Linked DNA regions of Zea mays: region 1 is linked to region 2. Evidence: chromatin contacts called from public Hi-C data. All regions are on one chromosome and are shown on one strand. Each heading gives the region's core, a stretch centred on a gene start, on an enhancer-like site or on the middle of the called end of the contact. The rest is flanking DNA. Distances are from core to core; before and after follow the strand shown. Region 1 holds the start of LOC100383948. Region 2 has its middle 3.8 kb from the start of LOC111590995.

What was found. Hi-C and Micro-C count contacts between places; a contact is called where the count stands out from the background.
Region 1: a contact with region 2 is called in a Hi-C map of tassel, with 2.0 times the contacts expected there. The contact joins the promoter of LOC100383948 here to the enhancer-like site in region 2. A contact is called at or near these places in 5 of 25 Hi-C or Micro-C datasets (bundle sheath, ear, leaf and 1 more).

Annotation. Positions count from the first base shown.
Region 1 is chr2:179,188,129-179,194,830 of Zm-B73-REFERENCE-NAM-5.0, forward strand. LOC100383948 reads left to right here and starts at 5,127. Exons shown (of 1, transcript NM_001176565.1): 1 at 5,127-5,888. The coding sequence starts at 5,471. The coding sequence ends at 5,842.
Region 2 is chr2:179,078,490-179,084,674 of Zm-B73-REFERENCE-NAM-5.0, forward strand. No RefSeq gene overlaps it. Among protein-coding and RNA genes, the nearest start is that of LOC111590995, 3.8 kb to the left of the region's middle. Within about 2 kb of position 4,417, at least 18 of the 20 cell types and tissues checked have an H3K27ac peak or open chromatin away from gene starts, as enhancers often do. A contact at or near this core is called in bundle sheath, ear, leaf and 1 more, where this site is marked.

The DNA.
Region 1 (6,702 bases), core at 3,877-6,376, 110 kb after region 2:
TTTGAAACATTTGCCAATTTAAATTGTGAGATAAAAACTAAAATTGAGCAACTAGAGTCTAATGCTCCATCCTCAGCTACCGATGATGGCCTTATTAAAAGGAATGAAAAACTTAAGGCTAAGTTAGTTAGCTCTCAAGAAGCAATTGAAAACTTGCTAAATAAAATGTAAATTCTTAGCATACACAATAATGAGCTAACTACTAAGTTAGAAAACATTGGTAGCATCTCAGAAGTTTCTATAGCTAAAATACCTGAAATTGTTAAGAAAAATGCTTCTACTTTTTGCTTTGATTTAATTGATGATGATTCTAACCCCTGCAACCAAGTTCTTGTTGAGAATATTGTTGTAGAAACATGTTCGAATGAGATTACAAAGGAGAATGAGCAATTAAGGCAAGAAGTGGCTCACCTTGGAAAGGCTTTGTATGACAAGAAAGGCAAAGCCAAACAAATCGAACCTCTTTAGGATAACACCACTGCGGGAGTGAACAAGCCTGCGGAGGGAGAAACTGTGATTTGTAGGCTATGTCACAAGGAAGGTCACAAGTCTTACCTATGCAAGGCGAAGACCGGGGATAAGCAAAAGCAAAAGCCATGAAGCAAAATCTCCAACACCTACATCAACAAAGTGGACAAAAAGGCTGCTACACCATAGTTGATCAAGAAGAAAAAGAATAGAAAGGTGATAGCAATCAAGGCCAACAAGCAAGCCAACAAAGGAAAGGGGAACAAACGCATCTGGATGCCAAAGGAGATTATCTCAACCATGAAAAGCACCAAGAAGGTTTGGATCCCAAGAGGGAAGTGAGAAGTCCGAAGGACTTCGGGGAATTTGGAGACTTGGCAAAATTAGGATGTATATCATGGGATGCATCATATTGGATCAAGTATATTGCCAAGTAGGTTAGTGAATACTTTGGACCCAAATTCTCCACCCATGACTAAGGTAACTAGATTTATTGTATTTCCTTATTAGATATGCTTATCTATTTTCTTGTATCTTGTGTTTACCTTACGTGCCTAGTTTTACATGTGATATTTACTTTTGATATTAACTGCATGCATACTAGGTCAATCATATGGTAGGAATGCTCACTTTCAATTCATATTCTTGAGCAGGCCTACGCGGTTTAAAATGTTTAGTTAAGCACGACACATAGCTTATTCAACATTCCTAAGAAAATGATACTCCAATTGGTATTTACATATGTCATATCCTAAAATTGATTTGCTTCAATTGGTATCATTTAACCTATATGTGCCAAAGTTTGGATTATAGATAATTTGCCCCTCTTGGTCTCAAAATCAAGTGCATGTCTCCTACAAGTATTCAAAACTTGTATGCACACTTCCAGGGGAAGGTTACTCTATAATCTAAGTCTTTGAGACTAATATTTCTTTTCAAGTCTATTATGTAGTAGTCTCATTGAAGGAAAATGGAGTCCCCGGAGAAAGACAATAAGCTTCCACTGCAAATATACAAGAATTTTCATTTGGTTCCACAAGTGGTTCCATCCAACAATTGGTATCTTTTACATGTCTTCTCCAGACTTTGATAAGACTAAATTTCATATATCTTGCTTCCCATGTTGCTATAAATGCATATGTTGTCAAAATATATCCTTTTCCTATGCATAGGGGGAGTTAGTCTAATCAAACCATATCTTGCACCTCTCTTTCATGTGTTTTTTCTAAGTAGAGAATCTTCGTCATGGGGAGTATTTCTTCGTCTATGACAAAGGGGAAGAATATTATTTTAAAAAGGGAGAACACTCTTTTAGGGGGAGTAATCTTTTAGAGGGCAAGTCTTATTTTATTCCTATATGCTTTTAATGTCTTTCTTTTCGGTGGTTGATGCCAAAGGGGGAGAAGTTTTAGGGACCAAAGCATGAAAAATATATCAAACACCAAACACCACCAAATTTAAATTTTTAAAAGCTTTGATCTTACAAGTGGTTTTGGTTCTTCAAGTATCTTTGGTCTAAAATTGGAAGCAGGTGAATTATGGAGTTAGGGGAGGCTTAAGTCCATAATCTCACTTTAAGGGGACTCTCATGCATCCTAGCAAGTAGATTGCATATTTTCATTGAAATGTTTGTTATATTTGCTTGTTTTGGTTGTGTTGTCATCAATCACTAAAAAGGGGAGATTGTAAGGAAAATGGACCTCGGGCCATTTGGCTAAAGGGATTTTGGTGTTAGATGATCAACATAACCTTTGGACTAATATGTTTGCTAGTGTTTGTATTTATAGTTCATAGGATGCGAAAAGGATTGGACTAAGGCACTGAGGATGCAACACCTCAAAAGAAGACATAAAAGATGCATAGAAGTCCAAGACTCAAGATCAAGAGAAGCCCAAAGAAACAGCTAAGAAATCCATGAAGAGGGCAGTCAGCCAGCGTACTTGTGGTGCACCGGACAGTGAAAAACTTGTCCGGTGCGCACCAGACAGACTACGCAGAGGGGCCCGCAACCAGGCGCTCTCAGGCTGTAGCACCGGACTGTCCGGTGTGCACCGAACAGTCTGGGTAACGGTAGGATCCAACGTCGACTGCTACAAACCCCAACTGTCGGCTGACGTGGCCAGGGAACCGGACAGTGAACAATGCTTGTCCGGTGTGCACCAGACTGTCCGGTGCGCCCGTCGACAGAAAGCTGCTGCTTCTGTCCAATGGCTATAATTGAGGGGGAAGGCTATAAATACCCCCCAACTAGTCATTTGAAGGTGTGGGAGCCCCAAGCAACATACCAAGGCATATTGTAGACATTTTCAAGTGCTCAAACACCCAAGTTCTTAATAGAATCACTCGGTGATTAGTGTAGGTGCTTTGTAAAGTGCTTAGGTTAGTTAGACCGCATTAGCGCTTGCTCTAGGTGAATCCTAGTTAGTTGAGTGAGTTTAGAAAAACCACACAACCCATCGGCTCTTGCGTGAGCCGTTGTAATTGTATCACGTGGGGCGAGAGTCTTGCGAGACCGTGACAACCGAGTTTGTGTCATGACCGCCACCGTGTACCGGAGGGAACGAGGCCCATGGCGTTTTGACTGGAAGCTCGATAGTGGAGACGGCGGGGAGCGTCCGAGAGGAGCCGGAAGCGGAGCATCAGTTGCGTGTGGAGAAGGCCCACGCTCTCTACGGAGTTACTTGACCGAGGTGTTGGGCCCTCGCGTGAGCTTCCCTTTGCGTAGGGGCACCAATGAGGATTAGTCAGAACCTTGAGTGGTTCCGGATGCCTCGGTAAAAATATCGGCGTCATCCACGAGAGTTTGCATCTCTACCTTGCTCTTTACCTTCCGCATTTATATTAAGTACTAGGTGTATGCCCGTACGTTGTTACTGTGCCAACATGTTATGATAAAATACATTAATATACAGAAACATTAATCATCATTCCACATATATGCTCCCTAATGAACAAACTGATGTCAAGCAAACAAAAATGATGGAAAACAAAATCATTGACCAGCTAGTTCATACAAGGGAGTAGCGCTTTCCCAATCAGTATTCTACCTTTTCCCAATCAGTATTCCACCTTGTAAAATTCAATTTTGTTCTACAAAAAATATATTCAAGAAAAAATTGAGCGAACTCCATCATAAGTTGATGAAACACAATATTTTTGGTGGCACATTAATATATAGTCGAAGTAAAAGCAGAAAAATGTAGCACGATCGCAAACTTGAAGAAAATATATTTTCAATGCAAAAAACATATGCATAAATTCTCGTGCCCGCGCATTGCTACGACATACGAATTATTTAACCTTGTAAAATTCAATTTTTTCCTCCTGTGTAATATTCAAGTAAGTTGGCACAGTAAGAAATTTTGGGATTTATTAATGATGCAATGCATATTTATAGCATGTAGGTATTTTTTTATTTTTCATAAAGATTCATCTATCTTTATGGAAAATTAAAAAGTGGACTTTCCTTTTGTAACTGCATCTTTCTATACATTGTTGGTCTGGTTTCTTCCATCGAAGTCCATTTCTATTTATTAATTCTGTGAAAGTATGATGAGTAATGTAAAAGAAAACTCATTGTTGTGGACCTACATACATATATCTGATGGTGATCTTACTTCTAATAATACTCATGTGGATGCATTCTGAAGCAGCTCATGTTGTCGACAGTGCAACCCAGCGTCTCCTGGAGGAAAATAACCAGTTGCTTAACCAGATTTCTGCAAATAATGAAACATTCAAGGTCTGCTTTTATTTATACATGTCATATGTATGGTCTACACTTGCCCTTTTCATACTCTTGAGTGTCAGCCACAAGGTACATGGTAACTGTAATTTATTCATATTTAATTATGGTTGTTAGTCATACAATTACCATCTATTAAAAATACATCACTATTTTGTTCATGATTCCACCAGAAATGGAGATTATACTCTTACCGCTATAGTTGTTATTAGTTGAATCCAGGATGAAACATTGAAACTAAATGGAAAATTTGTAGAATTAATCAACAAAGAGTAGATGCCTTAGATGACATGTAATATAAGCTGTAAAGGTGCTTTTGGCTTCGTTTTGCACTACCTGTGTACAACCATGAACACATCGAAGTCCACCACTTTGAGTTTCATTTAACATTTCAGGGGACCGTGATTTAATCTTATCCTTTGGATGTTTAGTTTTGATATTTGTTGCATCAAGAACATTCATATCTGATGATATCATGTGAAATAAATGTGTCGATTATTATATCACTGGTTGGAACATGTCGCTCTTTTTGGTTTGATGGACTAAAGTAGCTTCCATGTATTTTAGAAGAAAAAAACATGATAAGTTTAGTAATCCAATTGATCATAATTGTTTTCATGCCTGATTTTCTTGTAGACAGTGGAGAACACAAATCCTTTTCTCCGCACGAGTAACAACATCAAAACAATTTTAAGCAGGTACGACATTGAGTTTCGAAACCTTCTGCAATTGATTACAACATTGAGTTGAGACCTGGCACTACTGATGTTAACGTCTATTCTTGTGTACTCTGTTTCAGAATGAGCGAAACGCCTGGTATCATGGGTCAGATGCCCCCATTGCCTTTATCCATAAATGAAGACCATATAAATTCTCTTATTCAACTGAACAGACCGGTAAGGACACACAATCTGTTAGCAAACAGAAGAGATGTTTGATATTTCAGTGCGACGTTAACAACAGGCTCTCAATTATGTCTAAGCAACATTATCTTATCCTGAAAGGTTGCATCATATGGCACAACAAGCATTTCCCATCACATGAAGCAAGAGACATGAGTTGAAACCCTAATTAAAAACCAAAATGCCATTTTTTAAGCACGGACCTCCAAGCAACAAGACCATACGATACAAATGACTCCACAAGACCTACAAATCTCGAGCATCATCAGAACAGTTTGCAGACAGGCAGGCAGGCAGCTACCACCGCCACCTCCACCATGTGCCCCACCGTGTCGCTTCCCTCTCGTTGGCCATCATGGGCTCCTGCCTCTCCTCCGAGGCCCCCGCCACCGGCGATGGCCCAGCGGCGTGGCGAAAGAGGCACCACGGGAGCCAGGAGGGCGCGGCCGGCGGAGGTGGGAAGAAGCTGCCCGGAGGAGCGGGGGAGATGACGGAGGATGAGCTCGCGTGGGTCCTCGAGAGGTTGTGCGGCAAAGGCGCTAGCGCGGTGGCGAGCCTCCACACGCAGCAGGACCGGAAGGGCACCAACCAGGACGCCATGGTCGTGTGGGAGGGAGGGGGGACTGCAGAGGGAGCGGATGCTGGACGAGGAGGGGATGGACTGGGGCAGCGGTCATGCGGAGGGGATAGACGGCGAGAGGATGGGGCGGATGCGGCATGCAGATGACCCGTGCGCGGCTCGCGGATGGGACAGATGGGGTGGTTTGTGCGGGCGAGGGGAACAGGGCGGGTGCGAGCGCGGAGAGGAGGCGGGGGCATCGCGACGGTCTACACTATCGTCTTAATAGTTTGTAGAGATTTAAGTTTCAATCTAGCCATTCTAATTAGATTATTTAGGATTGAAACTTAGGCTTTACGGTAGAGATAGCAATACTTAGACAAAATCTAGTTTGCACATTTTTTATTATTTATTTGTACAGGGTTTGCTCTAGGGATTTAATTGTGGCCTAGCTTAGAGTAAGTTTTTAGAAGTCCTAATTCACCCCACCCCCCCTCTTAGGCATCACTGTTTCCTTCGCCTTCTCCTCTATGTCGACGACATCGTCCTCACAGCTGTTTCCTTCGCCTTCTCCTCTATGTCGACGACATCGTCCTCACAGGCTCCTGCCCTGACCTCCTGCGGCACATCATCTTCTCCGTCCAGCGGGAGTTCACAATGAAGGACCTGGTGGGCTGCACCACTTTCCGGTGTTCACCATCGAGCACCAGCCCTAGGGTATGTTCCTCCACCAGCGCTAGTACATCATCGACATCCTCGAGCGTGCTGGCATGGCTGATTATAAGCCCTACATGACTCTGGTGGACACTCAGGGCAAGGTCTCCTCTGTCGACAGCCCTCTGGTGGCTGATCCGACCAGCTATCTGAGTCTTGCTAGGGCCTTGCATTACCTCGTCTTCACCCGCCACAACATCGCCTATGCCGTTCAGCAGGTGTGCCTCCATTTGCATGCCCCGCGGGAGCCACATCTCACCTCTATGAAGTGGATCCTGCGGTACGTCCAGGGCACCTCCGACCTCAGCTTTCTT
Region 2 (6,185 bases), core at 3,167-5,666:
CATCACCTTAACTAACACAAATCGATCATCGATGCGCAACCCACTGCACCGCAATCTGCCTGCACGCACGACCACTCACCACAATCCAACCAGACGTGCTACCTACCGCACCCCAATTAGCCTGCATGTCCTGACCACCCATCGTGTGCCTCGCGCTCCAACTAGGTGTGCCTCACCCATTAATAAGTAGCTCCAATCGTGATGAAATATTTATGCCAATCTAGTAGAAATGATTCACTTAAAATATGTTATGAATCTCGAAAGTAAAATATATATGTTGTGGTTAGTTTAGTCTTCTAGAATATAACAAATGGTTACAGATATACCTTCGGATCCATTAACCGCGTCCAATCGTGATAAAATATTTATGCAATCTGATAGAAAAGATCGACTTCAAATATATTACTAATCTCAAGATGAATAAACTATTGAATGACTTAAAACAAACATATGGGATTAGTTCACGGCACCATACATCCATGCACAAACTCACGTACATCTAATAATTGGATCTACCATTTATTAACACGACATAATCCATATGTTTGATATTCTTAGCCTATATATGTATGACTCTATTCATCACCTAGGGCGATGGACCCATCACCTTAACTAACACAAATCGATCATCGATGCGCAACCCACTGCATCGCAATCTGCCCGCACGCACGACCACTCACCACAATCCAAACCAGACGTGCTACCTGCCGCACCCCAATTAGCCTGCATGTCCTGACCACCCATCGTGTGCCTCGCGCTCCAACTAGGTGTGCCTCACCCATTAATAAGTAGCTCCAATTGTGATGAAATATTTATGCCAATCTAGTAGAAATGATTCACTTAAAATATGTTATGAATCTCGAAAGTAAAATATATATGTTGTGGTTAGTTTAGTCTTCTAGAATATAACAAATGGTTACAGATATACCTTCGGATCTATTAACCGCGTCCAATCGTGATAAAATATTTATGCCAAACTGATAGAAAAGATCGACTTCTTATATTACGAATCTCGAGATTAATAAACTATTGAATGACTTAAAACAAACATATGGGATTAGTTCACGGCACCATACATCCATGCACAAACTCACGTACATCTAATAATTGGATCTACCATTTATTAACACGACATAATCCATATGTTTGATATTCTTAGTCTATATATGTATGACTCTATTCATAACCTAGGGTGATGGACCCATCACCTTGACTAACACAAATCGATCATCTATGTGCAACCCACTGCATCGCAATCTGCCCCCACGCCCGACCACTCACCACAATCCAACCAGACGTGCTACCTGACGCACCCCAATTAGCATGCATGTCCTGACCACCCACCGTGTGCCTCACGCTCCAACTAGGTGTGCCTCACCCATTAATAAGTAGGTCCAATCGTGATGAAATATTTATGCCAATCTAGTAGAAATGATTCATGTAAAATATGTTATGAATCTCGAAAGTGAAATATATATGTTGTGGTTAGTTTAGTCTTCTAGAATATAACAAATGGTTACAGATATACCTTCGGATCCATTAACCGCGTCCAATCATGATAAAATATTTATGTCAATCTGATAGAAAAGGTCGACTTCAAATATATTATGGATCTCGAGATGAATAAACTATTGAATGACTTAATACAAACATATGGGATTAGTTCACGGCACCATACATCCATGCACAAACTCACGTACATCTAATAATTGGATCTACCATTTATTAATACGACATAATCCATATGTTTGATATTCTTAGCCTATATGAGTATGACTCTATTCATCACCTAGGGTGATGGACCCATCACCTTGACTAACACAAATCGATCATCGATGTGCAACCCACTGCACCGCAATCTGCCCGCACACCCGACCACTCACCACAATCCAACCAGACGTGCTACCTGCCGCACCCCAATTAGCCTGCATGTCCTGACCACCCACCGTGTGCCTCGCGCTCCAACTAGGTGTGCCTCACCCATTAATAAGTAGCTCCAATCGTGATGAAATATTTATGCCAATCTAGTAGAAATGATTCACTTAAAATATGTTATGAATCTCGAAAGTAAAATATATATGTTGTGGTTAGTTCACGACACCATACCATCCACGCTCACACTCACTCACGTACATCTAATGATAGGATCTACTATTTATTTAACACGATATAATGACCATATATTTATTATTCTTAGCCTATATATACAAACTCTATTCATCTCCTAGGGTGGTGGACCCATCACATTGACCAACCCAAACCGATCACTAACGTGCTACCCATCGCACTCTGATTAGCCCCCATGCTCCACCACTCACCAAGATCCAACTGGACATGCTACCTGTCACACCCCAATTAGCCTGCACGTCCTCACCACCCACCGGGCGCGCCTCACCCATTAAGCGGGTCCAATCATGATAAAGTAATTATGCCAATCCGATAGAAAAGATTGACTTAAAATATGTTACGAATCTCAAGGTGAATAAACTATTAAGTGACTTAATATATATATATGTTGTGGTTAGTTCACAACACCATACCATCCATTCGCACACTCACGTACATCTAATGATAGGATCTACTATTTATTAAATGATATAGTGACCATATATTTATTATTCTTAGCCTATATATATGTGACTATATTCATCACCTAGGGTAATAGGTCCATCACCTTGGCCCGCCCAAATCGATCATTGATGCCCTACCCACCACACCTCGATTAGCCCGCACGTCTCGACCACCCATCGCGATCCAACCGAACTTGTTACCTACCGCACCCTAATTAGCCCGCACATCCTCGCCACCCACGGCGTGCCCCGCGCTCTGACCATGCATGCCTCACACATTAAGTCGATTCAATCATGATAATACAATTACACCAATATGGTAGAAAGGATTGACTTAAAATACATCACAAATCTTGAGGTGGATAAATTATTGAATGACTTGAAATATATGTGTTGTGTTTAGTTCATGACACCATACCATACATTCACAGACTAATGATAGGATCTATGATTTATTAACATGATATAATGACCATATATTTATTATTCTTAGCCTATATATTTGACTCTATTCATAACCTGGTGATGGACCCATCCCCTTGACCAACCCAAATTGATTGCCGATGAGCTACCCGTTGTACCCCGATTAGCCTGCACACCCCTACCACCCACCACGATCCAACCGGACGTGCTACCCATCGCACCACGATCAACTTCCACGTCCTGATCACCCGTAGCCCCCCCACCACTCTAATTGGATGCGCCTCACCCATTAAGCGTCACACATGAAGCGTGTGAATCTGTGTTTTCCACGTCTCACCTAACAAACCGATAAAATAAGCCTTACCACTTGCATGCGCAACCAACTATGCAGCCACCACAAGCGCTTCTGTCTCCTCTTCCTCGTTGTTACCGTCGTATATTATCCCTAACTTTTCATCTCTTTTCCCGTCTCTACCTCCCTCATCCAGATTCTTCAGCACCACCATATAGGATATTGACCTTCCTTGTCAGCAAACATCTCGAACCGCTAATGTACATCTAATGGATCGGTACAGTACCCAATCAATGTAGCCACTAGTAGGAACGGTTTGAAAAACGAGTTAAACACAACGGAATAGGGTGAACATTTTTCCCCTTAAATCTCAATGTATCAGATTGTGCAGAGGTTATACTATGTAATCGAACTAGAGGCCTCAGTTGAACCAAAACATATTTGCAACACAAAAGCAAACCGAAATCGTTCTTCTATTTCTTTTTTTTTGTGTGTGTGTGGGGTGGGGGGGGGGGGGGGGGGGCGTAGCAGAAGAGTAGAGTACAATTTGTACAGTACTACCAAACGAGTCACTTCTGGTCCGAGGCTATCTTACAAACGAGTCGTCCGACGCGGCTGCTGTTCGGATAAACCAACAGGCCAGAAAGCGCCTCGAATTTCGATGCAGAGAGACGTCGACGAGGCGACGAGGGATCCGACGTGTCAGAGAGCTAGTGGCTGAGCACCAATCGCGGCGGCCCGGTGCACCTCCGCCGCATGATCCAGTCTGAGCGTCCCCACGCGCGCACACCTGGCGCTGATTCACAGCCGTGTACTAGCTCCGAGCCTCCAACCCCGCCGGCCGGGCGGTGCCGGCGCGTCGCCTACACGCGGCGGCGTAACCGCCGTGCAAGCACCACTGTGCATCCTGGTCCCACCCGTCAGTCTTGCCGCCGCACGTGCACTCGGGGTTGCTGCTGAGCCACCGCGCCCAGCGCAGCGCGTCGCCCGCCCCAAGACGCCATCTCTGTCGCGTCCGGGGCCCGCGTTAGCAGCTCCGTTTCGTACCCAAAGAGGCAAGGGTGGGCCCATGTATTCCTCCGGACCCACGCGTCATGCATCCCCAATGCGCGCTTGCCCACGCTTCCACGGACCACGGTTCCACCGTGGGGTGCGGCTGCTGTTGATACGACGGTACTGCTGTTCCGTGTCCCACCCGCGCCTACTTCCTCCGCCCTCCGCTGCCTGCGACTTTTCTCCTGGTCTCGAAGGCTTGGTCACTGACATCCTGCCCCCACAGTGGGCGTAACGGGAATTTTGAAAAACCCGCCCGGAGGCCCCGGACCCGTGTGCGCGGCTTTAAAGCGACGCCGTAGGCTCGTAGCCTCGCTCGCTTCCTTTCCTTCCCCATTTCGTCGTACACCTCACCCGCTTTCCTTTGCTCCACACGAGCGACGCGATTTCTCTCTCTTTTAAATTAAATTATCTTGGACTGCTGTTGGTCTGGTCGGCGGCTGGTGGCATAGGGATGGAGACGGCGGCGGCGATGGTGGAGGGCGGGGTGGGGCGGTTCTCGCGGGCGCCGGCGCTGGCCGCGGCGCTGCTGGCGGAGACGTGGGCGCCGCTGGCCGTGGCGCTCGCGGCGCTGGCCACGCTGCCCAGCCTGCTGCGCCGGCTGCAGGTCATCGTGCTGCGCCTCCGCTCCTGCGGGAAGGAGGCCATCCAGTCGCACATCGGGACCTACTACTACTCGTCCTGCGACGAGGATGACGGCGACAGCGACGAGGACGAGAGCTCCGACGACGAGGCGGAGGCCGGCTCCTCCGGCGACGACGAGGAGGATCTGGAGCGGGTCGGGTTCTACGAGGGCCCCGCAGACGGCGTCCTCCCATGGGGCGGCGCCGTGGTCCGGACCTGGCAGGGCCGCTTCTCCGGCTGCGCCTCGGGCGGGGGAGCTGTCGGCGCCACCGCCAGCGGAGCGGCGTCCCCCGCCGCTGTCAGGCTGTGGGGTGCCGGCACGGCCAGCGGCGAGCCTTGGTGGGCTGCCTGCAGCGCCGACGAAAGCGGCTGGCGCGACGGTGCGGCCGCGGAGGCGGACCAGGTCGTGGTCGGGTGGCCGCGCGAGCACGCGTCGCAGCAGCGGCGGCGGCGCGAGCGGCGTGCCGTTCCTCTCGCTCTCACGGGCAGGTGAAACGGAAGGCACGGCAATCGGCAAGGGGGGCTGTCGGAGGATGTGAATATGCCGCAGGGCGACCAGCTGGAGATGCCGATTCCACGCAGACGCAGGGAGGGACGGCCACGGCCCAGACCAGGCCAATTGAACCGGCTACTACCTCGGGTGGGTGGACTATAGAAATGCATGGTCATGGAGCTGCGCGCACATCTTCGATCTACCCGTGGTGGTGATGCTTGCGCCTTCCACTTGCACGCATGCAATTTGTACTTCCATTCTTAGAGTCATCTTTTGATCAATAAGCGAAACAAAATGGTGATATCGCCTTTGTTTTTTTTAATAAAAACTTGTTCTCTTCGTAGTACTACGACCACTCCTAGCTCTTTGACATATAATGCATCCATTATTGAATATTCGAGGCGACGATGCCTGCGACGGCACCGTACAGTTGGAGCTGCGCGGCGTACGGCATGCTGCTACTACCGTACACGCCGGCGTCACGTCCGATGGGCGTAGGCTGTGGATGAGATCGAAGCAGACGCGGCACATTGCAACCCAGATGGTTCAGGTTCGCACACCACACGCACTGGATATGGTTCAGGGGGTTATTAACCACCCAAAAAGACAATTTATTGTGGCCCTCCCTAGCCTAACCGTCGAAAACAAGCTTTCTATGCTGCCACTAAAAGCCATAAAAAATTACCAGGATATAACTTGTGCTCGCTTTCACGCCTGTCCGCTCTCCATG